Linked DNA regions of Macaca mulatta: region 2 is linked to region 1. The links are chromatin contacts, called in public Hi-C maps. All regions are on one chromosome and are shown on one strand. The core of a region is the stretch at or near the end of the contact, and the rest is flanking DNA. Distances in the headings are between cores, read along the strand shown.

The links. A called contact is a pair of places that touch in the nucleus more often than the background predicts.
Region 2: a contact with region 1 is called in a Hi-C map of fetal cortex germinal zone, with 2.9 times the contacts expected there. The contact joins the promoter of ZEB2 here to the enhancer-like site in region 1. A contact is called at or near these places in 2 of 14 Hi-C or Micro-C datasets (fetal cortex germinal zone and fetal cortical plate).

What each region holds. Positions count from the first base shown.
Region 1 is chr12:48,644,188-48,649,557 of T2T-MMU8v2.0, reverse strand. The region is part of intron 12 of ARHGAP15 (Rho GTPase activating protein 15); the gene reads right to left. Among named protein-coding and RNA genes, the nearest start is that of ARHGAP15, 540 kb to the right of the region's middle. Within about 2 kb of position 2,152, at least 5 of the 40 cell types and tissues checked have an H3K27ac peak or open chromatin away from gene starts, as enhancers often do. A contact at or near this core is called in fetal cortex germinal zone, where this site is marked.
Region 2 is chr12:49,473,163-49,478,532 of T2T-MMU8v2.0, reverse strand. It overlaps ZEB2 (zinc finger E-box binding homeobox 2), which reads left to right and starts at 2,490. Exons shown (of 9, transcript XM_015110057.3): 1 at 2,490-2,930. LOC144333377 (a long non-coding RNA gene) reads right to left here and starts at 2,910. Exons shown (of 2, transcript XR_013401984.1): 1 at 2,759-2,910; 2 at 1,967-2,654.

The sequences.
Region 1 (5,370 bases), core at 903-3,402:
TAAAAAAAGAACAATGCTCTAGCAGCTGCAGTCAACTTTTAGCCTTCTAGCATTACTTAAAATGCTGTAGCAGTTCCAAGGAGCAAAATGGCGGTCCTGTAGCTGCTTGACACTATGAATATGGCACCAAGCTGCAGAGTGCTGCCTGCCATGCCTCTGCCACCAAATAATGCATTCTTTATCTCAAATTGCTTACTTAGAGACAAAACCCCTCGATTTCTATCTCCTATGTTAATTTCTGCAATCTTAGGGTGAAAAATTCTTGCAGGTAAATTGGTCCTGTTGCCTTAAAGCCACATTGGCCATATTGTCTGAACGAAAATAGGAACATATGGTTGGATAAAAGGAAGAACTATGTGAAAATTGAACTATTTATAGAGAACTTGGATGAATGGTCACTATGCTTACCACAGAAAATTCCGATCAAACCTGCGATGAAGCCTTTTGTGGCCATGACTCTCCACAAATTTATTTTTAATAAAATAGGAGCATTTATCCGTAGTAGTTTTAGGACTGGAAGGAAATGTCAAGACAAATTTTCAAAGAAATTTGCCTGTCTCTGCATCTTTCCATACTTTAAGGACTGCAAATCCAGTCTCCTCATTTTTACCCATAAATCTGAAGGCAAGGGCAGCTACTGGAAAGTTTGCAAAAGTTTCACATATGCTACTAAATTAACATAAAGGCCCAGGGATTCTGTTTCTCAGAGGTCACTAAAGCATAGTATCATATTGAACTGCATACTTAAGTGGTCAGCAAGCCAACTGACATTGGGACCAGGTAGACACTCAGCTGTCACTGATTTCCCCTAGAGTCACACACCACAATGAGGTGGCAGCTTGTAGCATTTGGAAGGGGAAATGAGACTGGTGCAGCTCCATCACATATGGTGTTTAACAGACTACACTTCCCATTTGCTCCTTCGAAAGGTGTGCATTTTCAAGGGATAATGCCAAGTGTTCTTTGTGCTATGGTGTCTTTGCACTGAAAGGTGATGTGTCTGACACATTTTGGCAGGCTACTATGAAGAGATGTAGAATTTTCGACTGACTTTCACTGAGATTTCAGACAATAGGATTGTCCCTTATCAAAGGTAGTAATCTGTCTTTTGGGAGTTTAGGATCACAGTTCTTGAGTGAACTGAGAAGCATGGATTTTTATTGATGATATTACTCACTGCTCTGTAAAATTTCTGTTTTGTTGCTTTTTATGTAAATATATACTGACTAGTGACTCTGCCACCTATGCAGGCTTATCAATTTAAGGAGATTTGGAATTAGCGCTTTGAAATGTGGGTACAGGAAAACTAGAACGTGTCTCTGGTGAAACCTTCTCCTGTTTTTCAGCCGTTTTAAATGAAATGCAGGCTGAGAGTCAGGGTAAATGCAAGGGACATAGAGGCCCGAGAGAAGAACCAATTCTACATGTAAATCAAAGAAAATTTTTATTTCTATCATGAACATTGGGTATCTCCCCACCCACCATTTAGAAGGATTTCTGTTAGCCTTTTGTGAAAGATTGCTCTCATTTATTTAACTCATGCCACATGGCTTAGCTCCATAACCAGTATAGGGTTACTGGAGATTAAAAGGAAATCCATTTTGTATCTATGGAAATACCAAGCTGGAATTTAAGCTACAATTGCTGCAAGTTTTCCACATTATTGTATAAAATTGCTAGATTTATTAATGCTGGGCATTCTTCAACTACTCCGTGTTTTGCCCTGGTCAATGGTTACCTGTCAAAATGCAGAACAATTTTTCAATAATATTCTGTGCTACAGAGAAAAATATTGTGTGGATTTTTTCCATGTTTTTGTTTGTTATAAGCTGAGTATTTGCAATAATTTATGGAAAGTCTTGGAATTATAAATATTAAGGCATTGCCAAATGATTTAACTATCATCCCTCCATGGCAAATTGTCTTTAAACACTACCATTTTTTTCCTTTTTTTTTTTTTTTTTATCATTTACTTATGGACCAGAAACACTTGCAGGCTCTTGCCCCTGGCCTTCTGTGAGAATGTTAGTTAGCAATGCTCATAAAAACTCAATTCATCAATGTGAACATAATTTGCTATGAACAGAAAGCTCACAAAAGGGTGAATTTGTCAGATAGACAGGTGGCCTGAGATCTCTCCCTGATACTGAATGATATGAATAATAGATTCTGGTAAATGTATGCCAAGACTTGAGCTGTAAACACAGCTGCCTCCATTCCCTTCCAGAAAAACAGCTTCGAGGACGAAAGCACAGGAACCACGGTTCCACCTGAGGACCTAAGCTTGTACACACACACACACACACACACACACACACACACACGCACGCACCCCCCTCATTCAAGAAATAAACAACATCTATAAAAAAGGACAGAGTTGGAGGAATCTTCATGCTTTTCTGTTTCTATGAGAAAGATATTTTCAAACTATCTTGGGCAGAGGAGACTAGATAGAAAAGAAAAAGGAAATAGATTTTCCTAATGGCTCTGGTTCTATATTATTCAAATGTCTTATTTTATAAAATACACAAATCAACAGAGCTAATAAACTTTGCAATATTGTAACTCCTGTTTTATAATGAGCAAAAATAAGAGCAGGTTGACTCTGCAGAAGCACTGTGCTTGAAATCATTCTAGTAATTCGTGGCTATTTGTCTTATGGGTTATTAAGTATTTATTAAGGTTCAAATGTAATGTAGCCTTTTCTCCAATTTACTCTGAACTTTAAAAATCTGTTTTGCAAATTGTTTTCCAGGTAATGCACAAACCCACTTAAGAGCCGAATCCCAGGATTTTTGAAGATTCTGGTTGAGTGCAGCATATTTTTTTTTAGCCTTTGTGGATACTGGTGCATATAGGTTGACCTATTCTGATAGCATTTATGATTGACTTTTCTAATCAACTAGCAAATATACTGGATAGACTTTCCTACTTACTACAGCAAAGCAGTGTTTCTTAAAGTAGAATACATACATGTTATTGGTGACATAAGAGACAAATTTAATGGTTATTTAGTTTAATGCATATTTAAAAAACCATAAGTAACACTAAAAAATGTATGCTTTCATAGATATTATTGCTTAGGATAAAGCCAAATATATTTAAGTATAAAAGTCATTTGCTTTTAGGAAAAATAGTTAACATTGATACTACTGAAAATATAATCAGTGAAGTTGGCATATGGATCAATGAAGTTTGGGAAACTTGACAATCTCTTTCCAATCCCCAAAATCACGTGCATGATCTTATCAAAAGTAATTAGGATCACAGAGCCACAGAATATAGAATCATGACAATTTTAGAGTTGGAGTAGACCTTGGAAAACATTCTGTTCTCTAATTTTATGGATGTAAAAACTATGATGCAGAGGGATTAAGTGAATTGACCAGGACACCTATGTAGTTATGGGCAGAGATGAAATTAGAAACCAGGGTTTCTCACAGGCTAATGCTCACTGTTGTGAGGAAGAAAGGAACAAACTCAGTTGGAAATGTTGGCATCACTTCCCATTCACTTATAATTCTAGAAGGAATACTGAATATTCCCCTCTAAGGAACCTATTTTTCTTGACACTTTATTGACAAGAAAATTTCTAAAACTACTTGCTAGTATTTATTTTGGCTTTTTCAAGATGCATACTCCAAATAAGACTTAAGCTTGGTTTAAAAGAAAGTGAGGGTTTCAAAGTGTAAATAGAGGCAAAGATATTCTTCCTCTTGGTTCTTCTTTCTTTTTTCTTTCTGAGACAGGGTATTGCTCTGTTACCCAGGCTGGAGTGCAGTGGCATGATCACAGCTCACTGCAGCCTCCATTCCCCCAGGCTCAGGTGATTCTCCTATCTCAGCCTCCCAAGTAGCTGGATTACAGGCATGTACCACCATGCCTGGCTAATTCTTATGTTTTGTATAATAGACACAGGGTTTTGCCATGTGGCCCAGGCTAGTCTTGGACTCCTAGGCTCAAGTGATCTGCCCACCTTGGCCTCCAAAAGTGCTGGGATTACAGGCATGAGCCACTGCACCTGACCTCTTTTGGATTTTTATAAGCAAGCGTCTCTTCCTCTCTTTTCACATGACTTTCTGCCTTTTATTGTGTATCAGTTGTACACATTGTCTTTTCCCTATCAGACTGGTAGAATTTTGCATGCAAGTACTATATGTTATGTATCTTTGATTTTTAAAATTTCTTAGGTCAGTGTCTTGCATGCAATAAGTACTCGATAATTTCATTCTATGAAGGCACAAATGAATTCAATTCCTCAAATTCCTGGTCTGTGGTTCCATTAAATACCAAGGTTATTTCATCCAGTTCAATCAAATCAAATCCATCAAATATTTAAAACTTTTAACAAGTACTTGATCTAAATTAAAGAATGTCCTAGGTGCTATGGGTGGCAGAGATAGTGAGCAGAGTTTAGCCTTTTAGTCACACCAACTAGGAGGGGTGATATGACACAGATATAACTAAAATGCAAGGCACAGGAAAATGGCACAAATTTCTCTGGGTATTTGAGGAAGAAAAATATATCTATCTGGGAAAATCCAGAAAAGTTGTATGCAAGTAGTGGTGAGGGTTCCAACAACGAAGGAGTCTTGCTTCATTCCCTACACCAATGTCTGAAGATAAATAAAACAATACACATTCCATGGTTCTATTCATGATTCAGTTAACAGATACACTAACCATGTATTCCAAAACACTTGGTGTTCACCACACATAAATCCCTGAGCAAGCTCATCAGGTCTGAATTCCCTATTTCATCTCTTCTGCTGTAGGCCTAATTAACAGGCACTCTGGGTCAATATTAGAAATACTGGAACCATGAAGATTCACAATGAATGGGATGAGTACTGGAACCATGTGGGATCAAAACATGATAACACATACTGAAACATACCATAAATGGTCTTTCAGTCACTTCCTTTTTTTTTTTTTTGAAGTAAAATTGAGGTGGCAATTACACATTGAAATGCACAAATCTTAAATATACAATTTAATTATAGGCACACCTCATTTGATTATACCTTGCTTTATTGCACTTTGTGGATATTGTGGGGTTTTTTTTTTCCTCCAAATTGAAGGTCTGTGACAACTTTGGTCGAGCAAGTCTGTTGGCACCTTTTCCCCAGAAGTATGTGCCCATTTTGTGTCTCTGTGTCACATTTTGGTAATTCTTGCAGTATTTCAAACTTTTTCATTATTATTCTATCTGTTATGGTGATCTGTGTTTGGTGATCTTGGATGTTACTATTGTAATTGTTTTGGGATGCCACAAACTTAATAAATGCATGTGTTCTGACTGCTCCCCTAATGGGTCGTTCCCTTGTCTCTCTCTTTTCTCAGGCCTCCCTATTCCCTGCAGCATAGCAG
Region 2 (5,370 bases), core at 1,241-3,740, 830 kb before region 1:
GCCGTAGCGCTCACCCCTCGCGGAGACCCCTCTCGTGCCACCATCCAAACATCTACCTTCATGGGAACCTGGAAGACTGCTTTTTCACCCCAAACTAAATACTGGCCAGTCGGAACTCCCAGTGCTAAATGTTGGGGACTGCCTCCTGCCACTTGAACGATTACTGAGTCCAGGGTAATCAGATGATTAGGTGTTTTTAATGGAAATACTTAGGTTTTTTTTTTTTTTTTTCAGTCAGATCCTAAGTAATCTGACATTTAATATACATAATAAAGACAAGTGTTTTGTTAGCTATTCGATTGGATCCTTTGACCTGAGGTTATGCTTGTGTGTGTGTCTGGGCTGCAAGCCTCCAATGGCTACCTGGGTGCCTGAAAAGGAGTCTTGCCTGGAACCACTCTATATTCAAAGGGTTCCTTCTTCCTTAGGAGTGGGAGAGGGGTGGCTGTAAAGCAAGCTTCTAGAGAAAGCTGGACTCCAATCTTTTAAATTAAAAAAGAGGAAAAAAAGGAGGAGGAAGAAAAATGGACATGAGCAGTGGTGCTTAAATCTCAGAAGAGGAACTTGATAAGTCACACATATATTTAGTATAGAGATATAATAATGAAAGAAATGTAAAATATAAAATTAAGAATATGCCTGACCCATGTTGAAAATCTTTGATTTTATTTATTAATAATTTTTAAGCTGAAGATCCTGAATGCCTTTCTTCTATAGACACTTTATCTGTGATGGGGTGGGGGGAGAGAGTTAATTTATCCAGTAGCTATTTTCATTATAGTAAATACTTAAGTTAGGAAAGAGGTGAGTCTGTAACCAACTGTGAAAATCTACTTTCTTGCATCCTAGAACAAGATCTAGCTGTGGTCGTGCTAGGTAGCTATTAACCCCTCCCCCGCCCCCGCAAAAAAAAAAAATACAAAATACAAAGACGTGTACCTCTGGGAGTGTGATGTGGCAACCCATGTGGTGGCTTGTCCCTCCTTTGAGTGCAATTGCCAGTGACTCTTGCATTCAAAGCCTTGCTTTAGGCACACATTCAAAGCACAGTTCAAAGCAGTTTATCTTAATATAGTGTTGGATCAGGGTATTATTTGTTTCAGATTTCATCAGACTGGAAACAGGAGGGTGTAACATATTTAACAATATTAAAGCTTAAAAAGTGGTGTGAGGCAGCTCTCTGGTCCTCTTAACACCTCCACCTTTACCTTTCCGAAGGATTCTAAATGCTGTGAGACTAGAAGTTTATTTGTGCTCTGAGGTTCTCAAGCACTTTCACTCTTTAGGGGAAAAAAAAAAAAAAGTCTCACAGTTATTTAAGAAATTGAGCCTGAACCATCCGAAGATAGGAGATTTCTTCCTTTTCCGATAAATGCCTGTGCTCAGCATCCTCAAATTTGGCTGTCTTTATTTACTTCTATATTAGTTCCAATTATGTGCAGTGTAAACCAGCTTTTTGATTAACAAAACAGCAGAGCATTGGTTAAGAACACTTAAACTTCAAAAAAATTCCCCTGGGAAGTGGGCTCTGAATTGGTTAATAATGTGCAGTACTTGCTAAATTGCTGACTTCCAGATGTGGAAAATATCTTTCTTGTTTAGGACCTATGTAACCTGATTGGATTACGACAGAAGCGTCACGTTGGAAGCTTTTGAGTGATTATTTAATTAACCATACAGTAGAAAGCTGTATTCTCCAGGAAATCCCTTCCATATTTGCATAACCAATCCCTTCAGAGCAAAGGTGGAGTCTTTTCTTTTTAATTTTACTTTAATTGTAATATCAAAAAATATATACTCCAAAACTTAGACCCCATGCCGTTTAATATCATGTTCTCCCTTCCCTGCTAAGTTTCTCTATGGCCTTTCTCTTTTCTCCTCCTGCCTCCCTACACATTCTCCCTTACTTTGTAGTGAGGTCTCCCCGAGGTGTAGAGAGATTCAGAGATCGGCCAACCGAGTGTTCTATGTTAATTTACTTAGAAACCCTTTATTAAAATGCCAAACTACTTTTTAATATTGGGATCCAGACCAGAAATTCATCATGCACACACCCTAACACACATGCCCTAAGATGCAGCTCTCATGAAGCACTTTTTTTTTTTTTTTTTCTGGCTCTGGTACCTAAAAAGAAAAAAATAATAATAATGGAAAGGGCAGTGAATTTTGTTCCAGAAGCTGTACTGAGATAGCTACACAATTTGATGTGCATCTCAAATCTGGTCATTAGAGATATCTGTATAAGAAGAGATGATCTGGATTGAGGACCCGGGATCTTTCCCTTTAACTTTCGCCCCTTGGAGTTCTCCAGTTCTGTGAATGGTGTGCACCGTTTTCCGCCCTGTACTCTGTAGGATTTAGTGATGAGGATAATGATGCCAAAGGCTTGACGGGCGGGGGGAGGGGGGGGAGAAGGGAGGGAGGGGGGAGGGAGGCGAAGGCGAAAGGGAGGGAGAGGAGGAAGGGAGGGAGGTGGAATTTCATTTCTTCCACTAAAGCGTTTGCGGAGACTTCAAGGTATAATCTATCCCAGATCCTTTCCCAGAGAGAAACTTGGCGATCACGTTTTCACATGATGCTCACGCTCAGGGCGCTTCAATTATCCCTCCCCACAAAGATAGGTGGCGCGTGTTTCAGGGTCTCTCGTCTCTCTCCTACAGAAAAGAAAAAGAAAAAAATGTCATTAGAAGAGGCGTAACACGTCAGTCCGTCCCCAGGTTTGTGTTTCCTGGAGTGGCCGAAAGAGATCAGTTCTAACCTGCTCCGCAGGAATAACGGTCCTGCCTCCCGACACTCTTGGCGAGGTTTTTGTACAGTTTGCTCCGGGAGCTGTTTCTTCGCTTCCACCTTTTTCTCCCCCACACTTCGCGGCTTCTTCATGCTTTTTCTTCTCACCATTTCTGGCCAAAACTACAAACAAGACTTCGCAGGTAGGTTTTTTTTCCTCCCCTTTTCTCTCTTTTTATCCCTTTTTGGTGTGCTCGTCCTCCATCCTCCTTTTCTAATTTTCTCATTTTGAGTGGGGATGTGAGTCTGAAGTGAGAAGGGGTGTCCGTGGGTATGAATTTCAGGTGGGTTTAGCTTCTTTGTGGCAAGCTTTTCTCAAGAGTGTCTTCTTCGCTTTCTCTTACACTTACACTCACACTTTCTCTCCTTGCTTTTCTCTCCTTTTTCCCTCCCCCAAATAATTTCCCCTGTACCTGTCCATTCAGGTAACCTAAGGTGCCCTTTGCTACTCAGCCCAGGAAAAGTTTTATTGAGAATTATATGGCTGGAATAAAAACTCATCAAGGGGAGAGGTCCTGCTCTATTTTCGCATCTAGTTCCAATTCATTATATTTAGCAATTAGGACTTGGCAAATACCTGTTAATAATTACAAAACTTGGTCAGTTTCAGACCTACAAATTCGGGGGCAAGTCTTTCTCTTAGACATGGCAGTTCATCCTCTCCCACCGAGAAGGCTGTTTTCTAAGCAGAAAGTTGTCTGTTTTTGTCTGCTTAGCGAGTTTCATTTCTTTATTTCATTCTTTGTGTGTGTATGTGTGTGAAGTAACACCTCACTTCTGTGATTATAAATAAAGAAGTGAAAGTCCTCATGGAACTTGAGTCGTTTACCAAAGTGGAGGGGGGGCACTACAGCTGGGAAGAAAACTGCTGTCAGGATATCAGGGTTTTAAATTAGGATAACTTTTAAAATTGTATTTTAAATGGCAAAGTAATATAGTCATGGATTTAATAGAAGACACATACACACATATATCCCATTCTATACTTTGGCACTGAAAAGTCGAGAGAGAGATAGCAGGAGTTCCCAGGAACAGTGATGAGCCCGGCTAACATGAATGTGTTTATCTCCCACCTACTGATATATTTTACATGCTCCCCCTGTAATGATGAAGGCAAGATTACTAACTCCAGACTTAGGAGTAACAGGCAAAGATAAAGTTTACAGCACAAAAGCCCTGTCTCTTTTACACACACATGCCCATAAAACTAGCAACTTACTTTATTAAACATGTATTTATATGCAGTCGTGTGTCTCAGGATGAATATAGACAGGCCAGCTGTTTCATCCCAGACACTTGTGTGACCATTTCTTTATTTCAGGATTTCCCCTAACAATTTCAAATCAATAGGGCAAGGAAAGAAATGATAAAATGTGTCAAACTTAAAAGTCTCCTACTATGTATGCCTACGTAAATTTAAGGTGCTTTCTAAAATATCCACTTCCCCTTCTCTCTGCCCCCCTCCCTTCACCCTTCTCAGCAAATGTGTGGAAACTGATACTCACTTTCCAGGTTTTCTGCAAAGCTTCTAGCACAGGAGACAATAGGTGCGGGGCGTGGGGACTGAGTGTGCCCGGCAGAGAAAGGGTTAATGGCCCTTGTGTTACAGTTTGCATCTGTTACATCTTTTATAGCCCCCTGTTTAAACTAATCCTCGAGGCACAGCATCTTCCCAACCTCCACAGAGTTTTCAGGATTCTCCTCCTCTCCTGCCTGCCTCCGAGGTTCCCCTTCTCCAAGTTTTGACAGTTTCAGCTGAAAAAATGCAGCGCCTCTCTCGATTTTTAGGTACAAAAGTTTCGAAGCCAGAAAGGATACGATCATTTAGTAGAGCTTAAAAGTATTGCCGTAGTGGTTGGACTTTCTCTTTCCTTTCTTAAGGGGGAAAAAAAATCTACTGGAACTATTTCAGGGAACCAGTGTGGGGGAGCATGTGTGTGAGTGAAGTGGGGGGAAATACTGTAAATATTGTCAAAGTGGCGAGGGGGGGTGGGGTAAAGGACAGTGTCCAAAGAGGCTTGTAATTATATTTCTTATTGCGGCGTAAAACGGGAAATCTTAATTTGGGGGCGAGGGTGGGGGGAGGAAGAGACAGTGCCTCGATAAACTCCAAAAGGGGAGGGGAGGGGGCGCTGGGCGAGTGGGCTTCCTATAATTACTATTATCAATTTGCCCGAGTGTGCTTCATCCAGGGGCTGTTTCGAGTTGTTTGTTTGTTTGTTTCCTCTGGGAAATGGGGGGTGTGTGGGGGGGGATGAGAAAAGATGAGAGTGAAAAGAAAACCTCGCCTCACCCCAAGTTCCCGAGCCGGGGGCTGAGGACTTTTCGGAGGAAAGGGTCCGCCTAGCCCTGAGTCAAGCGGTCTTACTGTACCGCCGTGTGCATTCCCTCATACGGTCAGGAGTTATGACTCATTTTGAAGATGTAATTCTTGTCTCTCTGATCCCCTCGCGGGTGCAACACACCAAACAGTAACAAACACAAAGCGCCTCGGGGCCAAGGCTGGGGGTGGGGGGCGGGGAGGGGGCCGCCGAAGTTTCGCTTTGGCGTTGGGGGGCGCGGATGGGTGCTCGCCGGGGCCCT